Linked DNA regions of Drosophila melanogaster: all the other regions are linked to region 2. The links are chromatin contacts, called in public Hi-C maps. All regions are on one chromosome and are shown on one strand. The core of a region is the stretch at or near the end of the contact, and the rest is flanking DNA. Distances in the headings are between cores, read along the strand shown.

What was found. A called contact is a pair of places that touch in the nucleus more often than the background predicts.
Region 1: a Hi-C map of the Kc167 cell line shows a contact between it and region 2, with 2.7 times the contacts expected there. The contact joins the promoter of Septin1 here to the promoter of Fim in region 2.
Region 3: a contact with region 2 is called in a Hi-C map of the Kc167 cell line, with 2.3 times the contacts expected there. The contact joins the promoter of bves here to the promoter of Fim in region 2. A contact is called at or near these places in 2 of 107 Hi-C or Micro-C datasets (the Kc167 cell line and embryo).

Annotation. Positions count from the first base shown.
Region 1 is chrX:21,356,754-21,360,900 of dm6, reverse strand. Septin1 (Septin 1) reads right to left here and starts at 2,615. Exons shown (of 5, transcript NM_078706.4): 1 at 2,508-2,615; 2 at 1,197-1,389; 3 at 872-1,130; 4 at 380-745; 5 at 1-312. The coding sequence starts at 2,525. The coding sequence ends at 63. It overlaps sol (small optic lobes), which reads right to left. Exons shown (of 9, transcript NM_057390.6): 7 at 3,928-4,147; 8 at 3,714-3,856; 9 at 2,989-3,644. The coding sequence ends at 3,467.
Region 2 is chrX:17,298,626-17,303,345 of dm6, reverse strand. Fim (Fimbrin) reads left to right here and starts at 1,417. Exons shown (of 5, transcript NM_078661.4): 1 at 1,417-1,986. The coding sequence starts at 1,912. CG5445 reads right to left here. Exons shown (of 5, transcript NM_001298442.1): 3 at 1-507. The coding sequence starts at 431.
Region 3 is chrX:21,052,237-21,056,582 of dm6, reverse strand. bves (bves,) reads right to left here and starts at 2,037. Exons shown (of 7, transcript NM_001272824.1): 1 at 1,841-2,037. Stt3A (Catalytic subunit 3A of the oligosaccharyltransferase complex) reads left to right here and starts at 2,646. Exons shown (of 6, transcript NM_001272822.2): 1 at 2,646-2,972; 2 at 3,357-3,685; 3 at 3,784-4,173. The coding sequence starts at 2,873. snoRNA:Me28S-U3344a (a small nucleolar RNA gene) reads left to right here and starts at 4,222; the gene lies at 4,222-4,300.

The DNA.
Region 1 (4,147 bases), core at 1,366-3,865, 4.1 Mb before region 2:
TTGTGTATAACTAGAGATTGCCGCCTCCGCCAAGCGCGTATATAAAAGATATACCCGCCTGCTCACTGCTGGGCCTGCATGCGCGCCTGCATCTGGGCGAGCATCTCCTGCATGCGCCGCAGCTCGGCCTCCTTCTCTTGCAGGATGCGGTCCTTCTCGCCGAGCACGCTGTTCGACACCACCTGCGAGCTGCTGTCCCGCTCGGCCTTCACGCCGTTCTCCTTGCCCTTGATGCCCTTGGCGAGGCGGTCGGAGCGGTAGTTTTCGTAGTGCACCTCCTGCGTGACCTCCTGCAGGTCCTGCATGTGGGTGCTGTGGGGCAGCGGGATAGGTGGTTAGTTAATAAGCAATCAGATATTGGAATATTTGCTTCACTTACATGAGCATCGTGCGCAGCTTGATGAAGTCGCAGTGATCGGGATTCTCTACCTCGACCACGCCCCATGGATACAGACGACCGCGCACCTTCTTGCCCTTGACCTCGAGCAGTGTGTTGGCGCCGCAGACGGCGAAAGGCACAGCTTCCTTAAGTTGCTTCACCTGCTCCTTGTAGTCCTCGTCCTCATCGGAATCACAGTCTGGCAGTGGGTAGATCTTGATGCCGTGGCTCTCGATCTCCTGCATAATGCGGCACTTCAGGCGCAGGATCTCCTTCTTTGTGAGACAATCGGCCTTTGCGATCACGGGCACAATGTTAACTTTAGAGTGCAGCTTCTTCATGAACTCTACGTCCAGGGGTTTTAGGCTGGGTACAAAAATTGATGTGATACTTCGTTTATACTTTCTATTATACAATTTGCAACACTACTGAGCTTTGAACTCCTTATTTTTAATATTAAATGTTCAAAAGTTAAACGGAAAAGGAACGCACCCATGACCGAACGGCGATATAAAGTAGAAACAGCAGTGAATGCGATTGTCCACAATGTTGCGTCTGTTCAGGCCGCTCTCGTCGCGCAGGAAGCGCTCGTATTGCTCATCGATGTACTCGAGTATGGCACCAAAGCTGTTGGAGTTGTCGATGGCATCGCCGAATCCGGGTGTGTCCACCACCGTCAATCTTAGCTTGACGCCGCGCTCCTCGATCTCCACCGTCGATGCCTCCAGCTTTACGGTTTGCTTTTGTTTCTCTGCAAGAGGGGAATGGTTTCCTGGATGAGTAATCAAAGCGAGTGATGACGAAAGACTATGCCCACCTATGGCGTCCGGAATAATGCGCTCGGGATAGAGATCGGTGAGAAAGAGACTATTGACCAGCGTGGACTTGCCCAGTCCGGACTCGCCCACCACCATTAGGGTGAACTCGAATCCCTTTTTCACGGACTTTCGATGCACCTGGTTGGGCAGGTTGGCGAAGCCCACATAGCCGGGCGTCTCGATGCTGGAAAACTGCACGAGAATAGGTGAATAACATTAGTATAGAGAACCAAAAGTCCTAGGCTTCATATATAAATAAAAATAATTAATATTAGAAACTTTCTGAGAATCTACTAGATAGGTAATGCCTTTAATTTCAGAACAGGTAAACAATCAAACATTGCTTGCAAAACCAAGAATTACTCAGTTCAATATCAGCACTATTTCTGGAACGTTTAAAGGCGAAACAAATGTGGACTTTTTTGCATATGGAAATTATAATCTTAACGAATTGCATATTAACTAAATGTGCCGTGCATTGTGTTCTATACATATGAATACATATGCGAATAATTAAGTGGGTCAGCCTATGCTGATTAAGCTATAAAACCATGCAATGCAGACTGACGATAAATCATAGTAATATTGTACATATATCTGCGGTCGATCAATTTATCTACCAATTAATTGGAACTATGTTTCTCGGTAAAACACTTTTGGGAATAGTAAAAACTTGCATCTCATGAAGAGAAAGTTGAGTTGAGTTAAGAAATGGGTTCAAGGATATGACCCAAAATGGACAAGTGATTGAAAGTATTCCATATGCCTTATTAACTCGTAACCCAACTCAGTTGGGTTGAGCTAATGTCTGGTAGTTAGGGTTTTGGGTCTTAGAAAGCGATGGCTTGGCTTGATTTGCATGCCCATCACGCGCGGATCAGTTTTCTCTTGGGCGCCCAAACTATGGGCACGGCACTCATTTCTCCGTGCACCAGAATGCACTGCCATGTGGGTCACGGGCGGCCGAAGTTGCTTCGCGAGGGCGGCAGAGGTCCCGGGAACAAAGGAACAACGCCGACGCCACCGGCATGTTGTGAATCACTTGACTTCTACTTCCACTTCCTTCTCCACTCCCGCTCAGCAATGCCCGCTCCCACCGAGTGGACAAAGGGCGGTGCAGGAGGAGTGTCCGATGAACTGGCGCGGCGAGATGAGCGGCAAACAAATCAACAGGAGCGCCGCATTCGGCATTTGATGCACTGGCAACCAGGAGTGGATGGCACGCCACGCCCAGTTGGCGGCGGATCGAGTTCGTTGGGGGACTGGCCGTTGGCCATTAGCATTTGGACAAGTGAACAGCGGCTACTCACGCCCTTTGTATCGGCCATTTTAAAAAAAAACACGAAACGAACGAAGAAATCAACGTAATGACGAACAAAATAGCAGGGCAACTAGTGTGACCGCAGCGCGCAACTGGCAAATCCTGCTGCCAGTGGGACCAGTTCGGCGGCAAAACAAAAATGACGACCGTCTGAACAAGATCAAGCTGGTATTTCTTTTGAAAATCTGGTTGAACGTAACCATATTTAATAAGTTATTTAATTATTATGGTTTTATATGGTTTATATTATATCATGACTATATTTTTATGATTTCACTTTATTAATCGGAAATTTAAGCCCGGACTATATTTACGATTTAGTTCGTAGCGTTTTTGACAGTAGATAACATCTTATGTAGATACCATGTCGAATATCTCCTGGCGCCATCTATTGTGTATCGTAAGGTATATTTTGATTGAATCGTTTTCCAATTCGCGCGTACACATTTGAAATTGTTTACACATTGGTGGCTTTTATAACTTGTAGTCTTTATTTTTAAAACAATACACATATTAATATTGGATGCACTTAAATTCACAATACATATCTATATAATCCACAATCATAGCCGCTCTAATCAAAACACAGATCATTGGATCTCAAGCGAATCGTGCCGAGCCTTAGCCTTAGGACTCCGGACTGGGGCTTCTGGGCTCTGCCGTATCCCCACCGGGGATCTGCTCCCACTTTCCGATACGCCTTAGTGCATAAACACATACATATATCATATCTGCACGGCTCTATACACATATATATGAATTGTTTCGCATGCTGATTGGTTTCAACTTTGGGTTTTTCGCTGTAATGTGTGATTCGTTAACAGAACATCGACTAGAAGACGGGTAGAATTGAGAGGAGACGCATGCAAATCAGGATTCGAACAGCGACATATCGCGGGGTAGCATCGAAATTGCGTCACTGCCATCCATCCCTATCCCTATCCCATTCTAGGTGATTAGCCGCGGAGCGTGCAGTCCATGGACATTCTCGATGGGCGGGCAGTGGGTGGCGCCGGGTGGCCCCCAGTCGTGCAGGCCGCGGGAATTCGCCAGACGATGGGTCAGCCGGTGGGCGATGCTGAAGCCGCCACTGCCCTCTAGTTGGGTGAGAACGATGATTACTTGTCTGAAAGCGTTAAGCACACGTTAAGCAATTAGTTGGGGGAATATTTTAGGTGGTCGATTGGGAGCCCACCTCTGCAGCGGGGGCACAGAGTCCACTGTCTTGAGTTCGCCGCGTGTCGACACCACATTGTAGCTCTCCTGGCAATCACATTTCACATGGATCCACTTATTCTCATGTCTATTTTCCACCATCACAACCAGACCCGCCCAGCCCTGTAAAGGAAATGCGGTCGAGTTAGTAAGGCCACCGAATCCCTAGATCCCTTCGCAACCGGATCACTTGCCTTGGTCAGATAGTAGGCGGTCATCCCCTCGCGCCCCTCGTGCCGCTGTCCCTTGGTTAGGGTCAGGCTAATGATAGCGTCGGCCAGGAGATGCGGCGAGGGACTTATCTGCTCCACCAGCAGACGCTTGGAGCTGTGTATCGCTAGGATGCATTGAGGATACTGGTGGGGATCCTCGATGCCCGTGTGCCAATGGTTGAAGGCCAGACACACAAGCAGG
Region 2 (4,720 bases), core at 168-2,667:
TGGTTGTTCATTAGGCTCTGAAACTGGCTGATGAGGTCTTCGTGGTCCGTGGTGCCCATACAGCTGAACTGTTGCAGCAACAGGGAGTCGATATCGAAGTCGTTCGTCGGTAGACACTTGATCGTGGATGCGGATGCGTTAGCGGTTGTTGCGGATGGACTGGGACTCAGATTTGAGTTGGGATTCGCATTCGAATTTGGACTGTTGTTCGGAGCGGAGTGCGGCCCTGGGGGCGCGGGCAGGGGAATGGCCATCATGGGATTTGTGGTTGTTGTTGTATTGGTTGTGAGCCCGAATAACGGTTCACATTGCATCTGTTGTTGCTGCTGCTGCTGGCTGTCCGAATTTGGATTCGGATTCGGATTTAGATTCAGATTCATGTTCATGTTCTGCATCTCGGCGGCGTTTTCGTAGTTCTCCTCCACATCCATCTCGCTCACTGTCTTGATCTCGCTCTGTCTTTCTCTCACAGTTTGTCTCCTTTGTTTGCTTTCTCCCCCTTTCTTTCTGTAATTAATATATCAAATCAAAATCGCAATCAAATGAAAATGCGTTTTACGCTTTTGTTGTTGTTTCAGCACTTGTACACGCACGCACACCGACGCACGCTTGGTTGGAAATACTCGCAAGCACGCGCGCACACACAGATGCAGCAGCTGGTTTTAAAGGGCGACAAAAACAACAACAGCGACGGTCACCATGGCCAAGGGGGCGAGGCGGGGGGCGTTTCGGCTTCCAGCGTCCGCTGGCGTGACCTGTGACCTCAAAGAAAGCCGAAAAGCGATCGCTTCAAAGCGAAGAAATGCGGGAATAAAATAAAAAGGCAACAATACTGGACCCTGCGGTGTGACCAGGCGATTCTATTCTTTTAGACAAAAGAAGAGGAACCGTGGCGAGCCGACCGCGAAATACTACCCGATAGCGGAAAAATACTAAACGTTTATGTTTGTTAACATTGTAATATGATGTGCGTCAAAGAAAGAGATAAAGAAATATCTTTTTCGAATTCACCTCCTAATAAAGAAAAATAACTGAATAAAAAACGTCCCCATAATTCAAATTCCAACGTTCTTCAATTGCTGCTAACTCAACAACGGAAATTCTACGCACATGTAAAATGTAAAAAAAATAAATTTGCGCACATAACTTAGCATAAGCAGCTTTAAGCTTTTTTTAAATTCTCTTCCAAGCTTAAATTAACTATATTTAAACTTGAAGAAAAACAATGTGCTGTCTATTATGACATTAAGAGGTATTTCAATTCTATCGAAAATTTAAGTTCAAATGGAATACTGTGCTCAGTTTTGGAAATATCGCGGTAAGTACCACCGTATTTTTGTAGGTTTTTCAAATTCCAAAACGGGCACACTGTTTTCGCTCCGTTGTCTTCTTTCATTTCTCACAATACAACCTGCAATTTAGTTTTCTGTTTGTTGTTAAACATCTAACAAAAGCGCTTCGCACGCACAGCAAACCGGTCGATTCCGAATTCAGACGTGCTAAATAACGTTTGAAAACAAAATTTGCTCGGTTGACGTTGTAAATAACAACACGGAGGCTTTAAATCTGGCTTCATCTTTTTTTTTTTGGTAAAAACCAGCAACAAACAAAACCAGCAACGAGTGTGTATGGGTGAAAAGTTAAGAAAAAAGTAAAAGAAGTTTAAGAATATTAGCACAGAAACGCACAAATACATAGATACGTATAGGAAAAGGAGCGCGCGGTAAAACAAAAAAGAAGAGGAGCAAAAAGAAGAAAATCGCCGACTGCGAAAACGGCGACAAAGTGAAATTGATTATAAACGGATAATTTATTTAAAATAATTACCAATCAGCGGCGTCAGTTATAAATAATTAAGAAAGTCAAGAAGAAAAGCAGCAGCAGCACACCACACACACATCGGCAGCGAAAATGGCAACACTTAACAAATTCACAAAAACGCTGTCCATTGATGAAAAGGCGGAGATCAAGGAGAAATTCATAGAGGTGAGATGACAAAAAGAGCAGCAAAACGAAATGGTTTTAGCAATGGCAATAGCAACATTCAATCAATAAGAGTCATAGGTGGCAAATTGTTGAAATTCAAATTGAATGACTCACACACACACGCACGCATGAGGCGCAGGAAGAAAACCGTTAAGCGGTGCATGTGGGCGTCGGCGTTGACAATGGGGAGCAGCGACGCTGACGCCAACGCCGGCTGCGCAGCCGACAGCGCGGCTGGCCTTCAACAGTGCAAAGCAACCCCCCATGAAGTGGACTTAAGCGAAGAAGAAGCAGTGGCGGGGGCAGCAGGAGCAGGAGAAGAACAGAGTCGGACTTTGAAAGGGTCTTACCACTCCGATTTTAGTTCATGTTCTTGCTTAGTTTTTAATCGACAAAGAAGCAGAACCAGCAAGAAGTTAATTAAATTGGGAATTGTAAAACTAAAACTTAACTTAATCAGCTGGCACGAATGTTGGACAGGAGAAGAGGAAATCGTACAAGAACAGAGATCAAATTTTGCATTACACTTACGAGAGTAACTTAGTCCTTTAGCCCTTCAAAATCCCCCCTTGATCCGCCACTGGAAAAGACCGTGAAAAGAAGCAAAGACAAGCATCGCTAGCTAACGGTTAATGCGCTGCGCCCGCTGCTGCATATGCCAGTGCGAGGGAGAGGGGCGCGTGCGTGGATGTGGGTGGGAGGGGACAGCAGATGAGCAAACAAGTTTCCCTTTCCCGCATCTCTTATCTCCCGCTCTTCGCACAGTGGAGAGTCGTTATCAAGAGTACGAGAAGCAAGAGGAAAAAATTACTTTAATTTGTACTATAAAGTGAATTTTGTTTTTGATTTCTTTATGTGTATTGTGTATTGTGGTAAATTGGAATGCAAAAGCTGTTGACGAATATTGCACTTATCAAACTGTCTGAGCCATGTACCGTAAAAACGAAACTAGATAAACCAAGCCGACATCCACAGTAGACACATTACTTTGTCTTGTCACCGCCTCGATAAAGTATGCAAATATTTCTTATCGTGCATCGAGAATTTCCTTCGAATGTTTACAGAAGAAAACACTTTTTTGTCTTATTTTTTGGGTGGAGCCCTCTGCAACTGCAAAGCCCAAAACGAAATCATTACGAGTATAAGGGCAGCGCATGCGTGGAGAAACGCAAGTTCAATGCCGCAGTCGGCGTCGCTGCCCATCCCCCATAGTGACTAATGCTAAAAGCAAACTAAAAAATAACACAACAATGTTGACACCAACCAACCAACCATCATCTTTCACTTGACGAACGAATCTTTCTTGCGAATTTCGCGAGAATAATATTTGGGCAAGGCCAGCGGTATAAAGTTAGCGTATAACGTGCATTTATTTCCATACCATGACACCACGTAAAAGTCGCTCTACTGCCACCCCTTTTTTTTGGTGGGGTTCGCAGGGGGCGGAGTGGAATAGCATGAAAACCAGTTTCTGCTTAAACTAAAAATAAATATAAAAATCACAGGCCAGGGCACATATATACAAGCCCCGTCACCGGGAGAGCGTGAAAAACTACGTCTCAGCTCGGTCGCAGCTTCAATTCAGATTCAGATATCTGCTCTCAAACGCAAGACAAGTCGCACAGTGGGTCGCCGGCGGTTGGCCCTACGAAATGAATTCAAAAACCATACATCGGTATTGCCGACAATAGGAGTGCTTATTCGGTTTCATTGAATATCATTCAATCTTGTTATTACTATGTTACATTTATAGTTTTGAGCATTGCTATTCATTATATACATGCATAAGTACTAACACTATTGCAGTGAACTTCGCAATCAAGCAACATTCGATACCTACAATTCGTAGTTTTTGACCCACTGTGCATTCGTCACCTTGGTTCAGGGGGCAACCGGAGTCGAGCAATTTTCGTTCAATTTTATGCACACACTTAATAGTTTACAATTGTTTCTTGCTGATTTTCGCTCGCCCGACTGCTCGAATCCCGCTCTGCATTTGGCATTTGGCTTTTCGCTGAGCTCGTAATTCCCGGCAATTCCGAAACCAAAAAAAGAGGAATATAATAAACGCCCACGCTGCAATTGCTTCGAGTGCAGGCCATAAAATCCATATATGCTGGAAGACATAAAAAAAAAACCATGCTTGATTGCAACTGCCAACGAAAACGGAATGCAGGCAAAAAAAAAAGAATCTAATCTTGTCTTGAAAACCTCTTCGTTAAATATAAAATTTAAAATTAAAAGTATCATCTCATTGATAAATTCGCATTACTAAATAACACCACATTTTATCTCAGTGTACCATTTAAGTCGACTGCCGTCGCACGCGTCTTTGGCCGTTAATCGGTCGAACAATGTGGGTCCATTGTGCTTGGAACTCCAATGGATCCGCGTGGCCAACAGAACGGTTTGCAAGAAGCTGATTCCAAACGAGATCAGGATAAACACTACTGAACCAGGCACAATACATACAATGGGTGGGAGTTGTGTGGGCGGCGAACAATCGCTGCACTGATTGACACTTGAAAGCTGAAATCTGTTTTCGTTGTTCCACTATTGTTGTTGGATGCTGCGATGACTAATACCGTATGCCTCAGATCAAGGGAAAAATTGTAATATCCGAATGAACAATTCCGCGCTCTTTTTATTCACTGAATAAAGGCTGCCTAATTATGATATTGAAATTATGGTAAACACACTTGTTTATCCCACGGGGACTCTATTTGATATTGTT
Region 3 (4,346 bases), core at 788-3,287, 3.8 Mb before region 2:
TTGCCCCTCACCACCAATTTCCGTTTCCCACGTGTAAACAAAAATAATAATAACAATAACCAGACAACAGGCAACATTGTCTCGCCCTATATGCCATATTAAATTTTACATCGTTTTTATGGCCCGAAACGGGCCAGCCACGGCAAAAATTGTGTAAATTATTTTGAGGCGAAAGCAGAAATCGAAGAAAAAATAAACAAAAACACTTAATCACTCAATGGCCATTTAAATGGGTTAGGAAATGGTCGACATCAGTATACTATACATGCAATATTGATGGATTACCTTACTCTAATGGTCCACTAACATTTTCAGCTAGCTCTTAGTGATAGGAAATTTTCAATTGTGAATATCAGTTATGGAGTACGAATTTCATCCAGAGCCGAGCACTGATAAGAAAACATTTCTATAGTTCAGTGTTTTTGTACATAAGGTCATTTATCTTATCGGAATGCTGCCTTAGGTGCGATATCAAATGGCTTTCAGTTATCCAACTGTTTGGATTTAGATAGGTTTTTAACTTTACGGTTTGTTTAGACTTAGAGAAGAATTTGCAAAGCAAAGCAATATGTTATTTATACATATATGTAGTTCTCAGATTTTTCTACCAAAGAATATTATTCTCAGTTCATAGCAAAAATACGCACCAGTTATTTTTGAAATGCATAATTATTTTTTGAATAATTCGTTCGTTATTTTTGGGCTCTCATTTGAATTATGAGACTTTTGAATTGCATAGCAATGTCTTTATTTATCGCCTCAGATCTTTGAAGTGGAATTCGGGAATTGGAAACTCATTTCAGAGCTATTCTCCCCACTGATAAAGTATTTTTGGACCCAATATATTTTTAAATAGAAATTTTAAAAACGAATTTCATCCCCATTTTCCCCTTCTTCATGTAGTTTAGATCTTTGGAAAGATCGTTAAGTTGGAAGTTACGAAAGCAATTCATCCCAATTGGGTCTCAAAATCGGAAATGAGAATGTCACTTCATTGATTTTTTCCTAATAGAACACGAGTCTAACTTCTTTTGTTGCAAAATATTCGATTTTTGGGAGCTTGGATAATAATAAATAGTAGTTCCCCGATCTTCTCTCTCTCCCTCTCGTTCTCTCGCCTATAGGCACACAACTTCCATAAATATACGCACACACAAACACACACACATAGAAGTTGCATGCCAGAAATGCCATGCAAATGCAAACACCCACATACACACATTGAGAGAGTGGGTGGGGTGTGAGTGAGTGGTGGGCCGAAGGAGGAGAGAACGAAGAAGCAGATGCAGAAGTTGGAGTTTGTTGCTTTTGTTTTCCTTTTCTTCCTTTCCCCTACCCCCCTTCCACGCCCTCCCATCATACATTCGATTTCCTTCTTCTTCTTCTTGAATGCGTGCTGGCAACTGCAATCGCTGCCTCTGCCGGCGTCGCTGCCCCCACCCGCACGCACACAGTGACGTCCCGATATATACACATACATAACACATGCATTTTTAAAAGCGTGTTGATGTTCGATTTTTCACCATTCTTGCTGCACTTTACACACAAACAAACACTCGCCATCGTTATTATTTAATTACTTTTGGCGCGGCTTCAATTAAAAAAAAAACAGCAACAACAACGCTGCAAGTAAATACACACACACACAATACATATGCAAATATCTATGTATATATTGCACATAACAAAGCTGCCACTAAAAAAAATCAACGATTTGAACTAGCAAATCTCATACACGCAAATAGGAATGGGCTTGCCCATGTATTAGTGAGAACAATTTCTTAAATATTTGACACGTGAGTTTTTCATTGTTTTAGGTACAAATTTTTCTTCTATTTACCAGCAGAAGTCAACTTGTATTTACTCCGATTCGCGTTTTTTCGGGGATTTGGTTCTCGTTTCGATTGAAAATACATATATTTCGGATATGTGATAACTATCAGTAGTTTTTCAGTGGAAACCGTGATTTTCCTGCCCGGCGATTCATCCGATGTTTTCTTGTCATATTTTGTTCGAGATTTTTTTAAAAGGCAATGAAAACACGAAGCAGCGGTGCTTTTATATGGGAAATATATGGCAATTTAAACGGCTGTAGCTCGCTCTCTCTCGCCCTCTCTCTCACTCGCTCTCCCGCAATGAAAACGAATTTCGTGGTGCACAGTGGTCGCAATTGCATACTAGCTGACAACTTTTTAAGATTGTTTACATTTCCTTGATTTATCTGAAAATTGTTACATTTTTCTTTTTTATTTGTGCTTACGGTTGCTTTGGCGTAGTTGACATCTTTGGTCTAAACGTATTTAGACAACTTTTGGTAACTTTCTAAAAAATAATAATCGTACCCCACTGTGTGGTGGTTGAAATGTGTTTTTCGCTCTCTGCTCACTACTCGTGCTCGCTCCCACGGAGAGTCGAAAACAGCTGGGATATAAGCCCAGGAACAGCCGGTTATGAATTGCCGATTCGAATACCAGCCGTGCTTTTGATGACTCACTAATAGTAACTAATCATAAATCGAGAATTAACTGCCGAATAAACCGCAAATAGCAGCCAAAAGAAGTGGTTAAAAGGGAAACAATAAAACCCGCCAGCGGTCAGAGTTGTCACCCCTATTACCGATAGACCGGCGATAGCACGCGATAATCGATAGCACTCTCCGCTCTTTGCCACGAATTGCAAGTTTGCGATCCCGTCGCATTCAAGTTTCAGCCATTGTTTTGTGCAAAAAGCTAAGTAATAGTGCTTCGGTGGGGCAAAACAAGTAATCCTGGACATCCGGAATTCAGTCAACAACTCGCACCGGTGACTTAGGGACTCTTGCATCGAATTAAGCAGCGCCGAAAAAAAGCCGGCAGGCGGAAGAGCAAGGAAAATGACGCTGGACGTGGGCGGCGTCGCCAGGGGACTGCTCACCTGGGACAAACAGGAGCACCTGGTCAAGCTGGCCATTCTCATCCTGGCAGCGGTTTTATGTGAGTAAACAGCGCTTATTCGGCATTAGCCGAGTGGGCGTTGTGAAAAGGTCAAACATTCGCATCTGCTGCGAGCTTCTTCGCTATCGATAGCTTGATGTGCCGCCGGCACTTTATGGTGAAATTACCCAGAGCATATAATGGCTTAGTTACGCAATGCAGCACTATTATTCCTTATTTCCTAGCTTATAAATTCCTTGATTTGCATTTGAACAAATGCATAGCTATAAACATCTTCCGATTGCCATGTTGTAGAATATCAACTTGCCAGCCCTGCTAGAATATCGATAGCTTGATACACGCTGGCATGTGCCATCACTAGCTGCTGGTCTTCCTCTTGCCATCGCCGATTAAACTTCCTTTTCCTCTTGCATTTCTGGACAGCATTTGCCACACGCTTGTTCTCTGTGCTGCGATTCGAAAGCGTAATCCATGAGTTCGATCCGTACTTCAACTACCGCACCACGCGGTTTCTGGCGGAGCAGGGCTTTTACAAGTTCCACAACTGGTTCGATGACCGCGCCTGGTATCCCCTGGGCCGCATCATCGGCGGCACCATCTATCCCGGGCTGATGCTCACCTCGGCGGCCCTGTACCGCCTGATGTGGCTGCTCAATGTGACCATCGACATACGGAACGTGTGCGTCTTCCTGGCGCCCTTCTTCTCCTCGCTGACCACGCTGGTGACCTACGCCCTCACAAAGGAGATACACGTAAGCCACCGTCCCACCGTTCTTTACTTTTTTTTTTATATCCTTTCGAGGTTAAAATTCGCACGTGGTTCTTATGATCCCCCTTTACCCCTTTTTAGAGCACTGGAGCTGGACTGGTGGCCGCCGCTTTGATATCCATCGTTCCCGGGTATATCTCTCGATCCGTGGCGGGATCGTACGACAATGAAGGCATCGCCATTTTCTGCATGCTCTTCACCTACTATTTGTGGATCAAGGCGGTAAAGACGGGCACGATCTTTTGGTCGGCTATGTCGGCATTGGCCTACTTCTATATGGTCTCCTCGTGGGGTGGCTATGTCTTCCTGATTAACCTAATCCCGCTGCACGTGCTGGCGCTGATGATCACCGGACGTTTCTCGCACAGGATCTACATAGCATACAGCACGCTATACTGCGTCGGCACCATTCTGTCGATGCAGATCTCGTTTGTGGGATTCCAACCCATCCAGAGCTCCGAACACATGCTGGTGAGTGTAACTACTTTGTGTAATGCTGTGCAGTGTAGCGATGTGTGATCTGTTGTGATGAATACATTTTAAATTCTTGATAGGAAGAGTATGAAACATAATGAGTACCAAAAACCTAGCTGAATTGGTCACTAAAAGAACTCTAATTAAAGAATTACTCGCTATATCGAAAA